3 separate regions of the Mus musculus genome follow, and all the other regions are linked to region 3. A link is a contact called in public promoter capture Hi-C data. All regions are on one chromosome and are shown on one strand. Each heading gives the region's core, a stretch centred on a gene start, on an enhancer-like site or on the middle of the called end of the contact. The rest is flanking DNA. Distances are from core to core; before and after follow the strand shown. Region 1 holds the start of Prkcb (protein kinase C, beta). Region 2 has its middle 11 kb from the start of Ern2. Region 3 holds the start of Lcmt1 (leucine carboxyl methyltransferase 1).

Evidence for each region. Promoter capture Hi-C pulls out the DNA fragments that hold promoters and counts their contacts. Capture Hi-C pulls out chosen DNA fragments and counts their contacts.
Region 1: a promoter capture Hi-C map of liver shows a contact between it and region 3, with 2.5 times the contacts expected there. The contact joins the promoter of Prkcb here to the promoter of Lcmt1 in region 3. A contact is called at or near these places in 1 of 39 promoter capture datasets (pre-B cells), 1 of 115 datasets of contacts at active chromatin or transcription factors (embryonic forebrain) and 1 of 9 other capture datasets (liver).
Region 2: a contact with region 3 is called in a promoter capture Hi-C map of liver, with 2.7 times the contacts expected there. The contact joins the enhancer-like site here to the promoter of Lcmt1 in region 3. A contact is called at or near these places in 6 of 39 promoter capture datasets (3T3-L1-derived adipocytes, the C10 cell line, cranial neural crest and 3 more), 1 of 115 datasets of contacts at active chromatin or transcription factors (astrocytes) and 2 of 9 other capture datasets (adipose tissue and liver).

What each region holds. Positions count from the first base shown.
Region 1 is chr7:122,287,021-122,291,525 of GRCm38.p6, reverse strand. It overlaps Prkcb (protein kinase C, beta), which reads right to left and starts at 2,401. Exons shown (of 17, transcript NM_008855.2): 1 at 2,009-2,401; 2 at 982-1,013. The coding sequence starts at 2,181. It overlaps Gm51497 (a long non-coding RNA gene), which reads left to right. Exons shown (of 3, transcript XR_003946872.1): 3 at 1-890.
Region 2 is chr7:122,195,285-122,199,915 of GRCm38.p6, reverse strand. No RefSeq gene overlaps it. Among named protein-coding and RNA genes, the nearest start is that of Ern2, 11 kb to the right of the region's middle. Within about 2 kb of position 2,430, at least 11 of the 459 cell types and tissues checked have an H3K27ac peak or open chromatin away from gene starts, as enhancers often do. A contact at or near this core is called in liver, where this site is marked.
Region 3 is chr7:123,374,952-123,379,566 of GRCm38.p6, reverse strand. Lcmt1 (leucine carboxyl methyltransferase 1) reads right to left here and starts at 1,585. Exons shown (of 11, transcript NM_025304.3): 1 at 1,312-1,585. The coding sequence starts at 1,418.

The DNA.
Region 1 (4,505 bases), core at 1,152-3,651, 1.1 Mb after region 3:
AGAGAGAGACAGAGAGAGAAAGACAGAGAGACAGACAGACAGAGACAGACAGACAGACAGACAGACAGACAGACAGACAGACAGACAGAGACAGAGACAGAGACAGAGACAGAGACAGAGGGGAGAGAGAAATTCACAAACTATTTATGGCATTCTAAGGGTTAAACAAGGCCACATCTTTAGAGATTCAATTTAAAACCTATCTTTCCCCCTCTCCCATTTTGCATCAGAGCCTCTCTGGAACAAAGCAGGCACTCTCCTGAGCTACATTCCTCAGTCCACAGTCCATCTTGTAGGCACAAACCCTAGAGATAAGAGAGGCCACCAAGTCTCTGATATTTGATTAGGTACCCCTGGTTAAAATCATGGCTCTTGAGCTAGAATCAAGAACCCAGGTAAGGAGTCTCTTGGAGTCCTTCTTGTGCCTCCTCAGATGTTAAAAAGGGCAACCTCAGGCAGGATCCCAGAGGCACCCCATCTGGAACCACCGCTTTCAAAGAGAGAGGAGGCCCAGGGGAAACCACAGTTGCTTTTCTAGGGGGATGCGCCATCTGCAGATGGCAGCCACCTGCAAAGCAGGGGAAAGAGGCAGACCCTCCTACTGGGAGGTAAGGGAGAGCAATGAGCAAGAAAGGGCTGGAATTAGGAAGAAAGAGGTTCCCTCCACACACAAGAGTCCTTGAAGACATTTCATTTCTTAAGCAGGGCTGGCAGTCCTGAGAGAATGCTCAGATAGCAGCGGGATGGATGCACTTTTTGACTTTTAGGGCCTTCCAGGAGCTCCACTGGCCTTTCCTGGATGGTGCATCTCTGGCCCAAATACACACCCCTTAAAAGGACCCTTTGGTGGTGAAGGATTCCTAGCCTGGGAGGTCACTCTGACAGGCAGGATTACTTCACTCTGCCTAACTCGGCCACGTCTTTGAAGTCTGTATTACTCTCTCTTCCCACCATCGGCATCCACAGCGCCACAAAGCCTACCTTGACACTGGAATCCCTGCTTCCCGAAGCCCCTGTAAAAGCACAAGAGGGAGTATCAGTCTGAGGGGTCCAGTTACCAGCTAGTTTCACACAGTCGCCCTCTCCCTTCCCACTGTCCCTCTACCCCAGGGGCAACCTCCTAGCTACAGCCTGGTCTCCAAGGTGTCTTCCACCTTGGATGGGATTGGGAGGTACACTACCGGAGCTTGGCAGTAACCCCCACCTCACATCTCCCCTGCAGTACAGAGGCGACCACGACCACCAGGTGGCAGGATGCGAGGGTGCATTTCCGCCCGGGTGGGGGCGGAAGGCGGGCTGGATATTTGCCCAAGGAGATGCCGGGAGTACCCTCAAGGAAAGAGAAAAGGACCTGTCTAGGGGGAGGATGATAGGGACTTCACCACGGTGGTAACACCTGAGGGGCTAGGGGGCGGGGGGAAGGTCCCCCCATGCTTGGAGGGGCAGAGGGAAGAAAGGGGCCCTGCAGCGACTTGAGGGTGAGAACCAAGGAATGAAAGGGGTGCTCAAGACTCTGGAGGCGAAGTAAGAGATAACCCAGGGCACTGCTCTAGGGACGCAGAGGGAAGGATGCTCCACGCCCCGGGGAAGTAGAGGACACCCCAGAGAGCTGCCCCGGAAAGGAGGGGTGAGGGTGAGAGCTCCTCGAGCCCGGAAGGAGGCAGAAAGATCGGGAACCTCAGGCGAGAAAGACACCCGCGGAGCTGCCCTGCCGAGGAGGGACAGCCACACTGAGCCCTGAGCCAGGTGTCGAAAAGGCGCCTGCAGCGCTGTCCCTAGGCGCTCGGGCGACAGAGTGCAAGAGGGCAGAAGGCGCCTGGCGGCCAGCCGTCTGGGAGCAGAGAACCCAGCACCTGAGGGACTGGCCATCCGGGAGCGCAGGGCATAAGGGTCCAGCGGGATGGGGGTGATCACACGGCTCCTCCCCCCGGGGGCAACAACAGGGGTCCCCATGCGTGTCGCTGCCCTCTAGGGCCCCAGGCAGGTGGCCCGCGCGGCGCACTCTCACCAGATGAAGTCGGTGCAGTGGCTGCAGAAGGTGGGCTGCTTGAAGAAGCGGGCGGTGAATTTGTGGTTCTTCACCTCGTGCACGTTCTTCTGCCGGAGGGCGCCTTTGCGGGCGAAGCGCACTGTGCTCTCCTCGCCCTCGCTCGGCGGCGGCCCCGCAGCCGGGTCAGCCATCTTGCGCGCGCGGGGACTGGGGGGAGCCCCGAGAGGTGGCGGCCCCGGGGCGGCGGGACCGCGGGGCTGCAAGCCCGGAAAGGCGCGGGACTAGGCGGCCGCTGCTGCCGCCCGGGGACCGCAGGGCCGCGCTGCCCCTTCGCGCCGGCTCTGGCGGCGGCCGCGCGCGCGTAGCTGGGCTGTCACTCGCCCAGCTGCTGCCGCTGGTCCAGCTGTGCTTGGCACCGCTGGCCCCAGCTGCGGGGGAGGGAGGCGGAGCCCCAGTGTAACCCCGCCTCCCTCATTTGCATGAAACCCAGGCCCCGCCCAGAGCCGCCAGCTGCTTTACATATCGGCACCACCAGTACCACCAGCAGAGACACACACAGACACACACACACACATACACGTACACCGCAACCCGCAGGCCTCCCAGCCAAGTGTTCTTAGCCGCAGCGCTGCGGCGCGAGGACCGCAGTCTGCGCTGGACAGATCTGAGCCGCGCCCCTGGCACCCTGTCCTAGGCCCTGGGGTGCGTTAAGATGAGCACCTCGGTTGATCCAGCAATGACCAAACGCCTAAGGACCCAAGGGGCTCAAGGAGATGAGGGTTGAACAGGCTGGAAGCAGCCAGTTTCACCTTGGCCTCTGCAGAGACTGGTACCCAGCACCCTCCATCCATCATCCCATTGGTCATTCGGCATGCGTCTCCTGGAGGGATGGGCTTTCATTGTCACTCATCCGGAAAGGCCTGTGGCCACACACACACACACACACACACACCAAGGTCTGCAGAGGTAGGGGAGGACTATACATATATGCATATGTATATATGTATATATCCACCACAAAGACTTGTCTCCACTTGCTCGAACACTTAGAACTCTCTCCACAAAAAGACAGTTTCCCCAACCCCAAAATGGCTGGGCTAATGATGACAGGAGACAAATTTAATAAATGAGCGTTTCCCTACATTTCATTCACTTTTGTCCCTTCTGGTCATACTTGTGCAGTCTGTTAAAACAAAAGTCTATGTGATTGGAAATACCTAGGTTTGTGTGGGTTAAGATCTCCCCAGGTGCTGTCCTCACACCTGGGGCCTTCTTGTATTTGTTAGGAGAGATTTCAAATGTTCAGGGAACATTAATATCCAACGCCATACTCCCCTTGATGCCACTTGAAGGATGGGAAGATAACCAATGATACGACATTGCATGTTATATAAGGCACTGCATCTAAATCTCCCTCTGGTGTGATGCTCTACAGCCTGGGGATGAAAAATGGCATCTGACCGAACTCTTCCACACGTCCCCGGCATTGTTAATGACACCTTCATGTCTCCTGGTGTTGAGTTTAGCATCTGACAGCTCCTACAAGCCCAGTGAGCACTGCTTGAGTAAGTAACAGAATGGAAGAAGGTTACCTGTACCATGCATGACCTGTAAATGTGCAAAAATTAAAACTAAACATACAGGGTGTCAGGGAGGCTTGTGCACTGTCTCATTCGGTCACAACCATAACCTGTATAGACCAGGTAAGTTCTGTGAATAAGCAAAATTAGATGGAAGTGAGTAAGGGGTACACAGTCTCGGGGTTGTACAATGGAGGCTGTCCAGACTACAAAGTGCACTGGTGACAAAGGGTTGGGCCTCTGTAGTGGCAGAGCCTGGATACCACTCTGACAATTCCTACTGGGAGCTCCTGAGCAGAGAGTCACAGTGAGGTGTCTAGCAACTGCATGGTGAGCTATATACCTATAATAATACAGTGTCCTTCCCCTACATAGTAATGCAAAGGTAACAAGGGGGAAAAAGGCATTCACTTTTAAGGTTGGCATGTTTGGGAAACTGGATGTCCCTGGCTATTCTTAGTCTTTTGAGAGGCTCCAGCACCTCCCAGGGAGACTTGGGAAAACATCCCAGGAGACATTGCTGCTGAAGGAGATTTCCTTTGAAAGATGAACTGGAGGCTCACAGCCCACATCCTGTCTTTTGAACCAAGTGCTCTGAGTGACTTTGGTCTGTAACAACAAACTACCTCATGGTGTCTAGGCCTGGAGCCGCATTGCTGCTGTCCTAAAAGCCATTCCATTCCTGGAAGAGCTGTGTGAAGAGAGGCTGGAGACTCAGGTTCCCAGAGGACCCAGATATCTACAGGTTAAAGTTCAAACTGTGGCCTTTGAATACTGGTTTTTGTTTTGTTTTGTTTTGTTTTGTTTTGTTTTGTTTTGTTTTGTTTTGCCAGCCCAGTGATCTTCCTTTCTTTTTATTGTTCACACTATAGTATTTTACCTAAATATCCAAATTATAAGTTCTCTGGTGGTGGGAGACAATGGAGCTTGCATCT
Region 2 (4,631 bases), core at 1,181-3,680, 1.2 Mb after region 3:
TCACTGAGATTACAAGAGGTTGCGAGCCACTGTGCAGGGGTTAGGAATCAAACCTAGGTAAGGGCTCTTAACCACTGAGCTATATCTCCAGGCTAGGTTGTGAATTTATGACATGTGCAATTGATTGTCAATAAAATATGTTAAGGAGAATTTCATCTTTTTTTTTTTCACTTGAATTTCATTCCATTACATTCTATACTATATACACATAAAATATTAGGGCAGGAATCATGTATAAATTTTAAAATAATTATATATCCATTGGAGGATACATAGTTTAAGATTTTCTCTCTGAAAAAGCTCTATGTTCACGTAGGGCACGACTGAAATCAAATTTCAAACCCAGTTACAGCCACAGACATTTATCTGCTACACTCTACTGCCCCCTGCTGTAAGTAAATGATGTTACATCCTTGACCTACAGAGTACACACACGCAGTTGTAAAGGTCAGATAAGATAAATTCCAGGGCAAAGGGTTTTTTTCCTAAGGAACTACTTAGAACCTCTCTGCAGAGGGGTTGGCGGGTGAAAGAAAAAAAGGAGAGAACACATGAGTCAAGGGTAACGCTACATATTTCTAGCATATCAGATTCAAGGAAAAACAAAAACAAAACAGGAACCATTCAGAGCTAGCTGTAAGGTGCTGTGGTGGCAGGTGCTTTTAATCCCAGCTCTTGGGAGGCAGAGGCAGGTGGATCTCTGTGAGCTCGAGGCCAGCCTGGTCTACAAAGCAAGTCAAGGACACCCAGGGCTATTACACAAAGAAACCCTGCCTCACAAAACAAAACAAAAGCAAAACAAAAACAAAAACAAAAAAAAATGAGAGGGGCCTCAGCTGTTAAGGTCACTTGTTGGCTCACAACCATCTATAACTTCCAAGGTATCTGGTGCCCTCTGTACGTACAGGCAAAATTTTCATACACATAAAAATAGTTAGCCTGTAGGCCAAACTGTGAACTTGAGTCCTGGGCATGCCATAGGCCTCTCCCAGGAGTGTACTGAGAGAAAGTGGTTTCCTGGAACACAACAGGCCGCCACCCTTCTTCCTAGTAACCCAGAACTTGAAGTGCAGCCTCTTGTCAGGCATTTTAGCAAGGAAAGCTTGCTGTCAGAAGTGCTCTTGCAGCTGGGCGTGGTGGCGCGAGCCTTTAATCCCAGCACTCGGGAGGCAGAGGCTGGCAGATTTCTGAGGTCAGCCTGGTTTACAAAGTGAGTTCCAGGACAGCCAGGGCTACCCAGAGAAACCCTGTCTCGAAAAACAAAACAAAAAAGAAGTGTTCTTGCTCAACTCCAAAGAGTCCTGGATCACCGGATCTACGACACCTACAGGCCTTTCAGACCTTGACTGTTGCCTGCTGTGTCCACACACTAAGGGGTCAGCTCATTTGTTCTGTTTAGGATACACTGTAACACATGGCTAAGAGTTCACCTGTGTCAAATACTGCTTATGATGATGCCTGTCAAAAACAGGAACCCATCCAACAACGAGCCCAGGACAACCCCAGAGCATCATGCTACTTAGTCCTACAGAGAGACTGAAAAGAGGTGGTGGGGGGAATAAGACATATCCGGGGGTCTTCTCGTTGAGAAGAACTTAAGAGTGTGATAGCTCACAGTTAACCCCAGTACTTTAAGAGGATGAGGCAGCTTGAGTTACATAGTGAGACCTTGTTTCAAAAAAGTATGGGGGAATGGGGTACACTAAGTTTCCAGTCTTGGCTCTATAGTTTTGCTTCCAATTAATGTGTGGACTCTTATCTCTAGTACTCAGTTTTGGCACAGGCCTGGTACTTGGTATTATTATTATTAATTATTATTATTATTTATTGTCACCAGCATTGTTATTGTTGTGTTATTAGACAGAGTTTCTCTGTGTAGACCTGGCTGTCCTGGAACTTGCTCTGTAGACCAAGCTGACCTCCTAAGTGCTGGGATTAAAGGCGTGTGCCACTACATTCTGCCAGTTGTCAATATTTTTTATTTTGTCTGTTTGTTTTATTTTTTTTCCCCCTCTGAGGCAAGGTCTTGTTAAGGAACCCAGCCTGGTCTCCAACTCTGATACCTGAACCTGAGCCAGAAGGCTGGGGCTGTTGGAAAGTGCCACCATGCCCTGATAGTCACAATTACCAGTCACTCATAAAAAATGTATGAAAATGTGGCAGTTGGCTCTAGGCACAGGATCTACTGCACCACTGAAATATAAACAGAAAAAGTTCCCAGGCATCCCCACAAAAAAATACAACATGATCCCACAGCCTCCCACGTGCCTTGGGATCACTACCTCCAAGTCCTGTCCCTCCCTTCCTTCTCACTCCATGTCCAGGATAACCAATCTTTCTTAATCATCAGCAGCAGAGAGTCCTTAAGTCTTTCCTTCAAAAGGAATGATAAGCCTGCAGTTTGGCATGTTACCACTAGAGGCCTCCCTTGAGGCAAGATCACTAAGCTAGGTTGGAGTACTAGTCACCCACCCAACAAACGACTAGCTTTGATTAGGTGAGTAAATTACTTAATGTCTCTGAAACATGGTTTGTTCGTCTGTAGATTGAGGACGATAGAACTTCTCCTGTAAGTTAGTTAACTTATTAAGAACATAAGTCTGTGAAGAAGATGCAGAATACTTTTTCAACAATGACTGTTTTTATATGCAGAAGGTTAAAAAAAAAAAAAGACTCATAGTCTGTGACCAATGGCGCTCTGGAGGGTGTTAGTGCAGGACTGGCGGGTGTTGAAGCCTAAGAGAATGTGCTGGTTCGTTTATTAACGTGACACAAACTAGAACGGCCTGGGAAGCAGGAGCTTCACCTGAGGAATTGCCTCCATCCGGTTGGCCTGGAGGCAAGCCTGTGGGTGCTGTTTTTCTTGATTAATGATTAATATGAGAGGGCCCAGTACACTGTGGGTGGCACCACCTCTGGGTTGATGGTTCTGGATTGTGTAAGAAAGCAAATCGGTGAGCAGCATCTCTTCCTGGCTTCTGCTTCCGGTCCTGGCTTCTGCTTCCGGTCCTGGCTTCTGCTTCCGGTCCTGCCTCCAGCTTCCTGCCCAAGCCTCCCTTGATGACCTATAGCCTGTAAGGCCAAATAAGCCCTTTCTTCCCCAAGTTGCTTTTGGCCTTGCCGCTTACCACAGCAACAGAAACCAAACTAGGACACTATATTTCTCTATTTTGTTGCTGTTGTTACTAAAACACCTAAGGCTGGCTGGACAAAACAAAAACAAAAAAGAAAAACAGGTATAGGACCAGTAACACAGCAGAAGACCTGATGACCTAAGTTCAATATTCAGGACCTACCTGGTGAAACGAGAAAAGCGACTCTTACAAATTGTCCTCTGACCTCCACACGTGTGCACATAGGTGTGCCATGGCACATAGGACCACACACATACAAGTAAACAAGTAAATGTGATTATAAACTTTTTTTAAAGGGGGTGTTTATTTAACTCACAGTATTGGAGGCCACACAATATGAGGCTCTATCAGGAATCTACAATAAATGGTAGGGTGTAGCCAAGAGAAAAGATCACATCTCAAAACACAAAGCCAGATGCTGGAGTCCCACAACCCCTTCCTGGTCCTCTCTTCCTAATGACCTAAAGACTTTCCACTTGGCCCCACCTCTTAAAGGTCCATTACTCCTAACATCATCATCCTGGCCACTAAGTCTTTAAAACATGAACTCTGGGTTAACAGACCTCCAGACCATAATACTGGACATTAACAGTGTCAGCAAACAGCTCCTTCATTTGTCAGGAGCAAGACGCACATCAATGCCACGTAAATGCTTACTTTTATGTAGATTGGAAAGATGCATAAGGAAAGGATCTTCTATTGTTGATTGCTAACTTGATTGGTTGGGTTGTTTTTTGAGACAGTGTTGCAAGACATTTGATCATACCGTAAACCCCAGGATGGTATTCTGGTGTGGCTCATCCCTTATCACACACCTTTAATTCCTCTGGCTGGAATACAGACATGCCCTTAGTACACACTGTTAATCCCAAACAATAAAGGTAAAGTTAGTTTGTAGAAGAAAGCAGCCATGTTTGAAAATGACATCTAATTGAGTGACAGACAAAGTGTCGAGTCAGAGAAAGATTTGACAGAATAGGATATGCACAACTCTCTTGAGGAGGTGAAAGGGAAGCTACTTAAGAGAGCAGTGCAGGCAGAGAAAAGAGAAATGAGAGAAAAGGAGACAGTTTTACCAGGAGAGTTTTACAGAGACAGGTTTAAGAGAGAACAAACCAGACACAGAAAAAGACAGAATGAGCTAGAGAATGAAAAGGAGCCAGAAGATTAGAACAGATTGTCAGAGTTAGTTTGAGGCCCAGCAGAGCAATTCAGGGAAAGCCTAGAGAAGTCAGATTGAATCAGTCAGCTTGGAAAGGAGTCTGAGCCCAAACAGTTGAGTTGAATCAGCCAGCCAGAGCTCAGAAGAAGCAAGTCTTAGAAGCTGAAAACATTCTAGGCCTAGATTAGATTAGACGGAGGCTAGAAGCTTCCAGGACTGGGCCTAGGTTAACAGACGGAGGCAGTAAGCTTCCAAGACAACAATTGCTTCAGGTAAATAAAAGTTACTTTTACAAAACAGGTCTCACTATGTCTCCAAGCAGGGCTTTCTTTAAC
Region 3 (4,615 bases), core at 336-2,835:
GATGGCTCAGTGGGTAAGAACACTTTTTGTACAAGCCTGAGGACTGAGTTGGATCCCCAGCACAATAAAAAAGAAGGGCATGGCTTTTCACGCACCTGCAACCCGTGATGGGGGCTGGGGGCAGGAAGACTGCTGAGGTCTCTAAGGTTTGCTCCTTACCTAACCAGTCTGGCTGAAAAGGTGAGAGATCTTATCTCAAGGGAACAAGGCAGAACGATAGAGCAGGATACCCAACATCCTCCTCTAGGATGCACAGGTAGTCACCCACACATGCATGCCCCCAACACACACACACATACACATTAGGAACTTGCCCAAGTTTATATAGCTTAGGCAGTCTGGCTCCAGGACTGATGCTTTAAATCCCATTGCTTAGTTTCTAAGACCCTACAAAGAGTGCAACACTTCATTCCAAAACTTGTATTCCCCACACTATAACACCTCTCTGGCCCCCAGCCCACGCCTCTCTCCAGGGCATTGTCCTAATTGTTCCAAAGCCCACACTCGTCCCTAGTTCTGAACATTGTCCTACTTCCCTGTCTCAGGCTTTTTCTTGCCAGTTTAAACATCCCTGGATAAATTTCAAACTCTAAAGACATCTCCAAGAGCCCAACACTAAAGTATGAGTTTACTGCTCCTCCCAACGAGGCTGTGAGTCTAGTATGTCAACACCATGTCTGTTTTGCTCCTTTAAGTATTTGCAATCACTGAAAGCAAACCCTACCAATTAGCTCAAAGTAAGGCACAGTGTACTGTCTCAATAGCTTTGTTGCAGGAATGAAGGACATGCAAGCTTTATGTTTTCTTGTGCACTGACAAGACCCACCACCACCACCTACTACAACTCCATAAATACTGTGACCTATGTATAGTGCTGATTCTACAAACACTGCGGGTGCTGGGACCTGCAATCTACCCCTCCCTCATAGACTTGAGCTTCAGCTGCACAATGGGGAATAATGACCAATTTCAACAGGATTGTAACCTACCAAGCAAAGTTCCTTTTCTAACCCAGCAAAGCTGTAGTTATTACTTGCAACACACCCTGTCTTTCCTGAAGGCTAAGATCTTGCAAGCTTTGTTCAGAGCCTTACTCCCAGTCGTGGTACCCCGGGTTCACACACACTCGTTAATTGTGACTTAAATGAACCTCTCCCTGCTCCGTGCACTTCCCAGGTGTGAAGCCAGGGCCGCTCCAGATGAGTGCGACAGCCCCTTCCCAGTGTCCTAGCGTATGCCTTGGTCAGTGGCCCTCTAGCCACCTAGGCTCGGGACACCAGCTCCCATCCCAAACCCAGCGCCCCCAGGCACCTCTTGCAGAGAGAAGCATCTTCGCAGGTGCCGCGCACTCCCTCGTCGTCCAAGTCACAGCTCGACGAGCAGGAAGAGAACGAGGACTCCCTCGAGCTGGAGGCCATGTGCGTGGGATGTTCTGGGGTGCGGCACCCACCAGGGACATGGAAACGGGGAAACGAGCAGTGGGGGAAAGAGGCAAGAAACAGGCACCGACTAAAGCTGCAAAGATAAGGCGCGATAGGCGGGCGCTGCTCAGTGACGCCGCCCCCGCACCGCCCACCCACCTTTCAGCTGACTGGCTCCCGGGACATGACGTTTGTCGGACCAAGTTCCTCGTCCAGTCAGACCATTGGAGGATTCTTTAGGCTCCGCCCGCACAACCCGGAAGTTTCTAGAGAGCCCGGACATGCTGGTGGCGCCGCAATCCTTTTTGGGAAATGTAGTCTTAGTGGCTTCTTGTCGCTCAGTAACTTACAAACACAGTCAATTCAGGGCTGAAGGGCAGAGAGTCCACCCAAAAGAAGCAAGTTTAATGTATTAACTTTCTGTCTCCATTTAGATCATTCAACACTGTAACAAACTTCTAGTCGGGGAGTCAACACTGTGTCAGGTCCTGTGCTAATCAATGCCTTTGAGATGTTAGGAAGTGACTAGGAACATAGCTCAGAGCGCTCGCCTGGGAGTAGGGTTCTCAGAAAGAAAAGGGGGAAAAAGTTGTGAAAGAGAGAGTTGTGAAGAACAAAATGGAAAACTTTGTAACCATGAGAGTAAATTGGGGATGGGGCTACAAAATTTCTTGAACTCTGTTTCAGAATCAACAGATGTAATCAAAATAGTCTGCGGGACTGAGGAACAAGTGAATAGAAATCAAGGTTTAGGTGACATGAATGGGGAAGGTGGGGGAAGAGAAACCAGTGAAAGGACAGAGGGAGGACAGTTTCTCAAATGAGTAAATATGTTTCATAATTGTGCGTGTGCAGTGTACTTTACAGGTATTCCATAATGGATCACTATAAAACTCTAAATAAAATTGAAGGGTTATTTTCTATTTTGTTTGTTGTTTGGGAGAGAGGAAGGGATAAGCTCTAGCTTTAAGAAGTCTAAATCATACCCATAAAAATTCTGTGGCGATAGGGCAGTGATAAACACTTGCCCACCCTTTCCAGGGTTTTTGGATCTGAGCTCAGAAACACACACACACACACACACACACACACACAGAGAGAGAGAGAGAGAGAGAGAGAGAGAGAGAGAGAGAGGAAGAGAGAGAGAGAATGTTTGGGAAGCGAGAGCAATAGGATCCTTTGAGCCTAGTGTTGGAGGTCAGCCTGGATAATATAGCAAGACTATATTTCAAATTAAAAAAAGAAAAACTAGATGAGTTCTCCTATAATGAAGCCTGGCCTTTAACTCACTGTGTAGCCAAAAATGACCTTGAACTTCTAATTCAATGACCTTGAACTTCTGGTGCCTACACGTCTCCAGTGCTGGGATTGTAGGTATGTGTAACCACATGTAATTTGTACACTATTGAGGCTCAAACCCTGAGTTTAGTGCAATCTAGAAAATATTCTACCAACTGAGCTACATACTGACTCAATTCCTTAAAAAAGAAAACAGCAAATCAACCTATATATGTTCATATATTTTGTTTTATTTATTATTCACTGGAGACACAAGTAACCACTGATACTTCAGGGAGAGATGGCGAAAGGAATAACTGGAGTTCTGAAGTGTCGTTGAAGCTAATCTTGAGGGGTTATGATAAATTACCCTGACAAAAGCAACTTAAAGGGCAATATACTTTATTTTGGCTTGCAGTTTATTTTAGTTATTTTTCTATTGTTGTGAAAAGATACCATAACCAAGGCAGCTTATATAAGAAATCATTTAATCAGGGGCTTGCTTACATTTTCAGAGGGCCACTTCATGACTATCATAATGGTGAACAGGGCAGCATGTAAGCAGGCTTGGATAATATAGCCTGAGAGTTGGGGGTGGATGGAGGAGAAGGGATGGAGGGAAAGAGAGTGAATGACAGAGAAGGGGGAGGGAGAGAGGGAGGGAAGAGGAAGAGGAAGAGGAGGGAGAGGAAGTGATAGAGAGAGGGGGGGGGGTTTAAAACCCAAAGCCCACCCCCAGTGACACAGTGTCTTCAACAAGGCCACACCTCTTAATCCTTCCCAGAACTGTTCTATCAATTATAGGCCGAGCATTCAAATACATGAGCCTATGGGGTTTCTTTTGTTAAAACCACCACATAGTTCCAGGGGGATAAATGTCAGGGAAGACATGAAAGTAGGTAAGGAAGACATGTTGGTAGGACCAGGAGACTTACTGGTCACACTGAATCCATGATTAGTAAGCAGGGAGCAGTGGGTGCATGCAGTGCCTCAGCTCCTTTTTTCCACTTATACACCCCAGGATCCTAGCCAGAGAATAGTGCCACCCATAGTGCATGGGTATTCCTCCTTCAAATAATATTATCAGGAGAATGATCTATAGGCATCCTCAGGAGCCCATCTCCCAAGAAACTCTAGATTCTGCCAAGCTGGCATTTAACGCTAACCATCACAGGGAAATAACACATCTTTCCCTGAAGTAGTCCTCTGCAAAGCAACTCACAGGCTTAGCATCTTCATGTGGCACTCATTCTACACCCCCTGCGGGTGTCCATAGGTAACAAATATGTCAACAACAGGTTGTATGGGATGTCATCCCATAATGATCTGCCTCTCTGAATGACCCTTCAGTCACAATTAGCTTTATCTTGGAAGGGTCAGGCTACTCAGGGTACCTGAACAACTCGGACTGCCTTGAATAAGACCCTCCAACAAAAAGCTCTAGACTTTCTCCAAAATAAAATCGACAGGTACTCCTGTTGCTATCATCAGAGATCCCTTCAGTGACTTAGTGGTAACCATTCATGTTTTCTGGAGCTTCCAGGTGACCCAACATGATTATAAGTTGTCTATGGGATTCTAATGCAACGAATCACTTCTTTGGCCATGCACCCCTGCCATTAGAGTGGTATGCAGTCCCAAGTTTTATTTGGAATGCCAACTCTAACTGTATGAAAGTTCATCAAGTTTTAAACTTTGGGTCTGATTAATCTTTGTGCATGATGCTTTCATTTGCACATTTAAAAAAATATTAATAAAATTATAAACAAGGCACAAAAGTCAGCAAAACTGGCCAAAATCTGGGCAGCCACACGAGCATACATTTGGTGAGGTTTTTTTTTTTTCTTCTAAAGAACATTTAATTGGGGCTGGCTTGCAAGTGCAGAGATTCAGTCCAGTATCATCAAGGCAAGAAC